2 separate regions of the Sus scrofa genome follow, and region 1 is linked to region 2. A link is a contact called in public HiChIP or PLAC-seq data. All regions are on one chromosome and are shown on one strand. The core of a region is the stretch at or near the end of the contact, and the rest is flanking DNA. Distances in the headings are between cores, read along the strand shown.

Region 1 (4,812 bases), core at 1,705-4,204, 99 kb after region 2:
CTAGGGCCACACCTGCGGCATATGAAGGTTCCCAGGTTAGGGGTCGAATTGGAGCTGTAGCCACTGGCCTATGCCAGAGCCATAGCAACGCGGGGTCCAAGCTGCGTCTTTGACCTACACCACAACTCACGGCAATGCCGGATCCTTAACCCACTGAGCAAGGCCAGGGATCAAACCCGCAACCTCATGGTTCCTAGTCGGATTCATTAACCACTGTGCCACAACGGGAACTCCTCCCCTTTCTTTTAGAGTGGACATTCTCAGTTCAGAATTCATCCCTTCGAGATCTCCAAACGCCTGTGGGCCGAAGCTACAGCTGCAGAAACGCAAGCATCATTCTTTCAACAGCTTTCCACCTCGACCTGCTCTCCCTGAAGCTACAAGCTGCTCAGCTGCCCCCCACAGGGAACTTTGGACCAAGTAATACCTAGTCCTTGACTCCCAGAATTCTCCCACTGCACTGAAATCCCCCACCCAGGCCTATCATCTCCTTCTTGCATCCCCAAACTTCCTCCCCCTCAAGCTTGTCATAGCTGGGGCACCTGTCCTCTCTAGACTCTGCCCATTCATTCTCCCCTTTTATTTCTGCTCGGAGTCATCTAGGTGAGCTTCTTACCAACCTCGCACTTCCCAACATCCCCCACATTCCTTCCCTCCTCTCTGTCCCAGCCACCACCATTGTGATGTCAACCTGCCCTTTCTTTTGTCTTTTTAGGGCCGCGCCTGCCGCATGTGGAACTTCCAGGGCTAGGGGTCAAATTGGAGCTGTAGCTGCCAGCCACAGCCACATGGGATCTGAGCCGTGTCTGCGACCTACATCACAGCTCACGGCAACACCGGATCCTTAACCCACTGAGCAAGGCCAGGGGTCAAACCTGCGTCCTCATGGATATGACTCAGATTTGTTTCTGCTGAGCCACGACGGGCACTCCCAACTTGCCCTTTCTTTCTGCCAGGTTTCTCTTGTCCCAGTGACCAAACCATCCTGCTGCCTCTCATCATTGGACTGATTTTCCTTGGCCTCCTCATCCTGGTGCTTGTTACCTTCTGCATCATCCGGAGACGCCCACCCGCCTACCAGCCTCTGTGAGCATCTGTTCCAACACCCAGGGCACCAGAGGGTGCCCTTATTTCTCCCCACTCAACTGACTCTAAGACAAAGTTTCTTCTTTCTCTGTCTTGATGAACAAAAGTAGAGATAATGCAATCGGGAGAGATGTTTATTAAATATGATTGATTTCCCTTCCCCTACTTCCAGAGAGAGAATAGTAAACCTGCTCAAATCTCTATGCTTGGTTTTCCTTGTCCTTCCTGCCAGAATGAAAAGCCATGAGTTTCTGGGCTCATGCCTTTCTGTGCCTTCCATGCTTGGATCTCAGGGAGCCAGAAACAACTGGTGAGGAGGGATGAAAATGCCACCGTGTAACCCAGTGACTTCCTGGGTCCACCCCCCAAAGCCTGGCACAGCTAGTGTCAAACCTGCCTTGGCTCCCTTCTTCCTTTTCTTCTGGGGCTGGCCCCTGGCTATACCAGTTCCCTCTCCTCCAATCCAGTGGAGCCACCCAGCCCAGCAGCCTTCTTCCCGACCCTCATCACATGCAATTAAGGTGAAGCAGGCAACAACAGCAATGAGTGAGGAGGGAAAGGTCACAGCTGGGTTCATTTCCTTTCAAAAGGCTGCACCGGTGGCTTCGTAACAGGCTAGGGAAGCCCGGAATAAACCCTTGCTACACCTGAGATGCTCTTGTCTCACCTGTAAAGGGTTTTCATCAACCATGGGAGCAACAGGCACCCTGACCTCCACATACAGTGACTCTATGCTCCTGGGAACAACATGCCTCCGGCCTGGGCAACCTGCAAAGCCAACCCTGAAGTCCTCAGTGGAGGTGCACCTAGGGGTGGTGCGTGGCACCCCCAGGGCAGCCTGCGTCCATTTTCTAAAAAGAGACACCCCCCCGCCCCGACCGCCACAGCTTGCACCACCAATGAGTGCCACGCCCCCCTTTACAGTCGGCCAAGAGCAATCCCAGGGGCCAGAATAGGGCCTCTCCAGTCGTAAAAGCCTTGCAAGAAAACAGCCACCCGAGCCTGGAGACCCACCCCTCTGCGGGCAGCACGTGGCAGAGGCCCAGTAACCACACCACCACCTTGCAGACACCCCGTAGGACCTTGCAGACTGTAGCGCGGGAGTCACCAAAGCGTGTGGCACTGCCACCCAGCAGGGGCCCAGCCACCAGAGCTCGAGCTGGTGTCCCGGCGCTGGGTGGCAGAGAGAAGAACCCCGGGGCACTTGTTTCACAGAAGCAGCCAGGGCTGGGCCCGCAGGAGGGCTGGTGGCTCTGCTGTCCCCCAAAACTGGGCTCGCCTTCCCCACCTCCTCCTCCGCTTCACTGTCCTGACCCAGCAGTTGCTGCCACTCCCATCCGTCAAAGCCTGGGAGAGCCCAAGGAGGGAGAAATATGGGCCCGGAACCTAAGGAGGGCTGCCTGGCTCATACCGTCCCGCTGCCCTCGGCGCCCTCTGGAGACGCCGAGTAAGAAGAGAGAAAACCACAGCGCTCCCCCCCGCAACGCCACTTTGCAGACTCACGCTCTTTCTCCCTCAACTTCGAGCACTGTAAAGTCAGATGGAAGAAGACAAGATGGCGCCGAGCAGGAGGAGCGGAGAAATGCAGGAGAATAAATCCTGCTGCCGAAACGGAAGCTTAAACAAAGATGCGAAAGCTGGAACTGCGCAGGCGTACAGCTTTGGCAAGCTTTAAAACTCCAGCAGCAGGGAGGGCGCGTCCAGAAAACGCGGTCCTGGGATGGGACCTACTTTCCGCTAAGGTGGGATGGCGTAAATAGCGGGGAACTGGGGAGGTCCTGACTTATCGCGAGAAGACAGGAGGCGGAGAGCTCGGAGTGCGCATGCGCACCGCGAATCAATGGCGGTCTGCGCGACTGGCGGAAGCTAGCTTTGCAATATGGCGGCTGAGGTAGATGGGCCGCTCAAACGGGTGTTGGTGCCGATTCTTTTACCTGAGAAATGCTACGACCAAATTTTCGTCCAGTGGGACTTGCTTCACGGTGAGTTTCATTTGGAATCCAATCAAAGTTCTGTTCAAGAGCCCCCGGGCCTTAAAAGGGACTTCAGTGCGGACTAACTGACACCGGCGACTACCGCCACGCCAGTGCTGGGCGGAAGTCACTTCTGAGAAGGGCGGAAGTGTCTTGCGCTCCGTAGGGGGGGAGACGCCATATTTGGGGGAGGGAGAGAGTCGCCGAGTGTGAATACTTAATTAGTTTGACAACGATGAAAGACAAGACTTCACAAAACAAAGTTAAAATCTGATCTGGTCTTTCCAACCTTTAATAGATAGCTATATCTTCAGGTGCAAGATTACATTAATACAAAGCCTATGATCCAGGCTTTTGGTGGCACCACCAAGGCTCCTGCCATCCCAGTAACTTTCCTTCTAATTTCCATGGTCTTTTTTTTTTTTTTGCTTTTTAGGGCCGCATTCTCGGCCTATGGAAGTTCCCGGCTAGGGGTCGAATTGGAGCCACAGCAACGCTGGATCCGAGCCGCTTCTACGACCTGCACCATAATTCACAGCAAAGACGTATCCTTAACTCTCTGAGAAAGGCCAGGGAGCGAACCCGTGTCCTCATGGATACTAGTTGGGTTCGTTATTGCTAAGCCTGGCGGGTCACTCCACTCATGGTCTAATTTTTTTTTTTTTTTTTAGGGCTGCACCCCCAGCATATGGAAGTTCCCAGGCTAGGGGTCAAATCAGAGCTGCAGCTACCAACGTGGGGATTGGAGCCACGTCTGCGACCTACACCACAGCTCAGGGCAACACCAGATCCTTAACCCCTGAGCTAGGCCAGGGATCGAAGCCTCATCCCCATGGTTACCAGTCACATGTTTCTGCTGCACCACAATGGGAATTCCCCAATTTTGTACTTGCCTGCCTTCCTCTTTCTATCTGCCAGGCATCTGCACCCCAGTGCCCACCTAAGATGTCAGACCCTTTGGGGAGCCTTTGCAGTATGTCTCTGTCAGTTCATAGTGCCCCACTGTGCTCCAGGGACAGATATGCTTTAACTGGATTCATGACCAGTGAGAATCTGACTCCCACTGGGCCAAGCACCTTGAGGGGTAGAGCTTCAAGACAAGAGAAGATGTCTGGTAATTGAGTCCCTGAGTAGGTGCCAGGGACAAAGTGTTCTGGAGTGAGGGATACAGAGGAAACCCTATTCTTGGAGAAAGACTTGAGAAGTAGATTGCCTGGTTGCTCAGAGGCGGGACTAAAGGATAAGAGTCTTGAGCATTGATCAGCTCTATACAGGGAAGCAGCGGAGGGCCTTGGAAGTCAAATCATGGAGTTTAGATGTGATTTGCAGGGAATGGAAGATTGGTTTAGAGAAAAGGAATGGTAAAAGCTGTTTTGAAAAGTCATCCCGGAGTTCCCTTGGTGGCACAGAATCAGACTAGGAACCATGAGGTTGCAGGTTCAATCCCTGGCCTCGCTCAGTGGGTTGAGGATCCGACGTTGCTGTGGTGTAGGTCCCGGACGTGGATCGGATCCCGTGTTGCTGCAATTCTGGCGTAGGCCGGTGGCTACAGCTCCAATTAGACCCCTAGCCTGGGAACCTCCATATGCAAGGGTGCAGCCTTAAAAAGATAAAAAGGCTTTAGGCCTGAGCCTCCTGGATGCCTGGGACTGGGTTCCAGAGGTCTCTACTTACTGCTTTTTCTTTTCTCAGTTCCCTGCCTCAAGATTCTCCTCAGCAAATGCCTGGGGCTGGGCATTGTGGCTGGCTCACT
Region 2 (4,790 bases), core at 807-3,306:
GGCAATGCTGCCACTGTCCGCAAAGGTTCTTCCACGGTCTGCTCTGCTCTCCTCGCTCTCTGCCTTGAGAGCCAGCGTCTCAGCGGCTACGACTGGTGTGGCTTGTTGGGCAGCACCCTGGGACTCATCATCATTGTGGGACCTGGACTAGGGACACTGCAGGAGGGGACCACGGGCCTCTACACCGCCCTGGGCTATGTGCTTGCTTTCCTGGGCGGCCTGGCACTGTCACTGGGGCTCCTGGTGTATCGCTCCCTGGACTTCCCCTCCTGCCTACCGACAGTGGCCTTCCTGTTTGGCCTGGTGGGGCTGGTGGGCTCCGTGCCAGGCCTCTTTGTGCTGCAGACCCCCGTGCTGCCCAACGATCCTCTGAGTTGGAGCTGCGTGGGAGCAGTGGGGATCCTTGCCCTGGTCTCCTTTGTGTGTGTGAGTTATGCGGTCACCAAGGCCCATCCCGCCCTGGTGTGCGCCGTCCTGCATTCTGAGGTGGTGGTGGCCCTGATGCTGCAGTATTACGTGCTCTATGAGACCGTGGCACCTTCGGACATCATGGGGGCAGGGGTCGTGTTGGGCAGCATTGCCATCATCACTGCCCAGAACCTCAGCTGTGAGAGGGAAGGGCAAGTGGAGGAGTGAGATCGAACCTGAGAGCCTGGGGGTGGGGGGTGGGCAGGGGTAAATATAAGGAAAGACTGGAATACAAACATGTGAAAGAACTGGTGTGGGAGAAGGACACCCCTTGGAGTCAAGGGTGACCCGGGGACTTGGTAGGAGGTAGGAAGGGACTACCTAGAAAACCTGGAACCAGCCTGGAGATCAACATATTTGGAATCTAGGCTGGGGCTTGGGATCAGGGCAGAACTAAGGGGTGACATCTGAAGAGCAGATCAAAGGGGCTGAAGCAGGTAGGCCATGAGCCACTGGGAGGATTTTTCCCTCGGCAGCAGAGAGAGAAGAGCACTGGGGCTGGAGTGACTGGGGCTTTCAGGCAGATCAAGCAGCTGTGCTGGCGGAAGGGAGTATGCCTTTTTTTTTTCCCCTCTGAGCGTTGGTTTCCCTTCCTCGTGGTTATGCTCCCCCCTCCCACCTTGGTGTGGTGACGTGATATTGACATCAAACAAGGATCACTCTGAATGTGGCTCTGCAGTTGGTGTCATCTCTGCTTTGGAAGGACAGTGGAAGTCCTACCCCCTGCTCTTATTGGAGAATCCCTTAGGATCCTCACACACCTCTACCACCATCTTATTTTTGAGATATTCTAGAAGGGGGAGGATTTCCTCATGTTCAGAGGCTTTGACCCCGAGTTCCCCAGGACTTCTGCGTCCCGCCCCATGGCTAATCTGCTTTTCCTGGATTGTCGCGGTCCCGTGATCTCTCCCGGATAGTGGCCAGCGTCCTTCCGGAGCAGGCCTCTGAGCTGAGGCCTCTGGCAGCGGCGCAGGCCGGAGATCCTAAACCAGAGCCCCGGACAGCGCTCCGTCAGAGGCCTGGAAATGTCCACTCGTCTCAGGAGGCCGCTCGACATATATCAGCTACTTCCGGACAAGCAATTGGCCTCGCCATCTTGACCTGTTCTTGCATATTCAGCGCGACTACTGCATATTCATGACCAAGGACGGCCCCCAGCACTCCCCCCTTCGGGAACCTACTTGGGAGGATCCGACCGGCCCCGCCTCCTTCATTACCGATTCTCAGAACAGACCATTTTCCAGTGAAGGGGGTGACATGAATGAGAAACTTTGGCTGAAAATGAAACCTCACTCGGAACGAGAATAAAAGCGGCCTATATTTACCCTTGATCCTTTAAACCTTAAACCTCAGTGTAGGAGGGAGGAGGGAGGGGAGGCGACGGGATAAAAACCGTTCCCTTCCCCCTTGTCATTTCAAAAGGTCACCCCAACCAGGGAGCCGGGGAGGGAGGATCAACGCCTCAAGCGCGCGCCCCGTGCACGCCGGCGCAGGCGGCCCCGTAGCGCAAAGGAGGGCGGGAAAGGAAGGGGCGGGGGAATGCCGGGGCGAATCTATAAAGGGCGTCATTCGGCCGGTTCGCTCCTCAGAAGCGCCGAGAGCGCGGCCGGGACGGTTGGAGAAGAAGGCGGCTCCCGGAAGGGGGAGAGACAAACTGCCGTAACCTCTGCCGTTCAGGAGCCTGGTTACTTATTTATTCGTTACCCTTTTTCTTCTTCCTCCCCCAAACCTTTCCCTTTCCCCTCCTCTTTTTTTTTTCTTTTCGGGAGACGAAAAACCTCCGGAAAGGCGGAGGAGAGCTCCTTTCGCCCCTTTTCGTTTCCCCGCCTACTTCCCTCCCCCACCTTTCCCTCCTCCGGCTTTTTCCTCCCAACTCGGGGAGGTCCTTCCCGGCGGCCGCCCCGACGGGGTCTGAGCACCTAGGTGGAGGCGGCGCAGGCTTTTTGTAGTGAGGTTTGCGCCTGCGCAGCGCGCCTGCCTCCGCGATGCACGGGGGTGGCCCCCCCTCCGGGGACAGCGCATGCCCGCTGCGCACCATCAAGCGAGTGCAGTTCGGCGTCCTCAGTCCGGATGAACTGGTAAGCGGCTCTACCCTCCCACTCTTTCTCCCTCCCGCGCTGCGGGCGGAGCTTGACTGCAGCTGCGGAAACTTGGCGCTGCTCGCTGGCCCAGCGTGGCTGGCGGGGCAGATGGGTTAGCGGCGCCAAGGCATTGCAGAGTCCAGCTTCCCGGCCTCCCCAGAGTTAAGTTTTCCTAGGGGTCAGCAAGCTTAGCGCTGTTCCGGGCTGGGGGCCTGGCCGCGAGAGGGGCTGGAGGGTGAGAAGGAGGAAGAGACCGACCTTAAACGAGATCACACGGATCCTAGGGGGCCTTCGCAAGTTTGGATGAGAAGCCGAGCCCCAGATTTTTTTCCCTCCCCCTTCTACATGTATTAATTGAGCACCTGCTACGTGATAGACATAACAGACGGTGGGGACGCCGAGCCGAACAAGACAAGGACCCTGCCTCCTAGAGCACATTCTTTGGGAAGGGGCAGGGGAGACAGCCAGTAAACACGAATAAATGAATGAGCAAGATCATTCTGTGAATGGCAAGTGCCTTGAGTGAAGTGAAACGGTTTAATGCGATGGAGAGCCATCGAGGGAGAGCTACTTTGGATGGGGTGGTGTCAGGGTCTGGGAAGGCCTGTCTGAGGCGGTGACATTACCCAAAATATGAGAAGCAGCCAGTCTCTGGGTCCATGGATTCTAGGACAAGAGCTCTTTAGGGAGAGGAAAGAGCAAGTGCAAAGGGCCTGAGGGAGGGATTAACTTGATGTGCCCTGTGGGCTGAAAAGCGGTCAGTTTAAGTGGGTGAGGAGAGTATTATAAAATGGGCTGGAGGAACTCCAGCGTCTAGTTTACATACTTCTGGTCAGCAGTGTTTGGAATAAGCGAATATTGGGTGTCCATGTTAAAAAGAAAGCAAAACATCTTTTTTTGGAGGAAAAAATAAAATGGGCCAGAGAAGCATGAGGTGGGACAGGCCAGGTGGGGTGTCGTCAATTGTGGTAAAGCATCTGGATCTCATTCTCTTTTTTCAGTAGGAAGCCATTGGAGAATTATAAGCAAGAGAGTGACATCGAGTTTACATTAAAGAGAAAAAAAAAAAACTTACAGGAGTTCCCGTCGTGGCTCAGTGGTAACGAACTTGGCTAGGAACCATGGGGATGTGGGTTCCATCCCTGGCCTTGCTCAGTGGGTTAAGGATCTGGTGTTGCCATGAGCTGTGGTGTAGGTAGCAAATGCCACTCAGAGCCTGCATGGCTGTGGTGTAGGCCCAAAGCTGTAGCTCTGATTTGACCCCTAGCCTGGGAACTTCCATATGCCGCAGGTGCGGCCCTAAAATATATATATATTACTATCTTGGTTGTCTTATGAAGAACTGACTAGTGAGGAGGGCTAAGGATGGAAGCAGGAGAGACCAGGGAGGACGTGGAGCTGTTGGTGACTTGGACTCCTTCCTTTGTGGAGTGAACTGAAGGAAGCCTTTTGGCTGGAGAGACTGGAATTGAGTGGATGGAGACGGTTTTGTCCAAGGAAGAGGCTCAGCTGTAGGAGAGTTGTGTCAGGAGTTAGAATCTCCTGAACTCACACCTCTTAGGATAAATTCCAGATGGAGTCGAGGTTGAAATCTGAAGAACAAAACTGGGGCGTTCCCATTGTGGCTCAGTGCACCCAAATCCAACTAATAATCATGAGGATTCAGGTTCGATCCCTGTCTTCCCTCTGTGGGTTAAGGATTCGGCGTTGCCCTGAGCTGTGGTGTAGGTCGAAGATGCAGCTTGGATCCCGAGTTGCTGTGGTGTAGGCCGGCAGCTATAGCTCCGATTCGACCCCTAGCTTGGGAACTTCAATATGCGGGTGCGGCCCTTAAAAGTGGCTCAGTGGAAACGAATCTGACTAGGAACCATGAGGTTGCGGGTTTGATCCCTGCCCTTGCTCAGTGGTTTAAGGATCCATCGTTGCTGTGAGCTGTGGTGCAGGCCGGCAGCCATAGCTCTGATTTGACTCCTAGCCTGGGAGCCTTTCTATGTCGCGGGTGCGGCCCTAAAAAGACAACAACAATCTGTAAAGCACTTGAAAAATATAGAAGCCTTTGGGGGGGGGGCTGATACCAGGGCAGACACCTTTAATAGTCAGTGAATTATAGGTACGTTTTTGTTCAGTGCCTGTTATATGATAGGCACTGAGCTCAGGATTTTATCTTCAAGGGAAAGCAAGGCAGATTTCACTGCATGAGACTAAGAACCACCTCTGTTTTATCAGAGACACCTGGGCAGC

Evidence for each region. HiChIP or PLAC-seq counts read pairs in DNA pulled down with a chosen protein or histone mark.
Region 1: an H3K27ac HiChIP or PLAC-seq map of alveolar macrophages shows a contact between it and region 2. The contact joins the promoter of MPDU1 here to the promoter of POLR2A in region 2. A contact is called at or near these places in 2 of 5 promoter capture datasets (fetal liver and fetal skeletal muscle), 9 of 47 Hi-C or Micro-C datasets (blood, embryonic fibroblasts, epiblast stem cells and 4 more) and 2 of 2 datasets of contacts at active chromatin or transcription factors (alveolar macrophages and skeletal muscle).

The regions. Positions count from the first base shown.
Region 1 is chr12:52,875,970-52,880,781 of Sscrofa11.1, forward strand. It overlaps MPDU1 (mannose-P-dolichol utilization defect 1), which reads left to right and starts at 2,955. Exons shown (of 7, transcript NM_001044619.1): 1 at 2,955-3,068; 2 at 4,752-4,812. The coding sequence starts at 2,966. It overlaps CD68 (CD68 molecule), which reads left to right. Exons shown (of 6, transcript NM_001291776.1): 5 at 250-420; 6 at 957-1,287. The coding sequence ends at 1,090.
Region 2 is chr12:52,777,777-52,782,566 of Sscrofa11.1, forward strand. POLR2A (DNA-directed RNA polymerase II subunit RPB1) reads left to right here and starts at 2,057. Exons shown (of 31, transcript XM_021067825.1): 1 at 2,057-2,546. The coding sequence starts at 2,454. SLC35G6 (solute carrier family 35 member G6) reads left to right here. Exons shown (of 3, transcript XM_003483096.4): 3 at 1-1,799. The coding sequence ends at 636.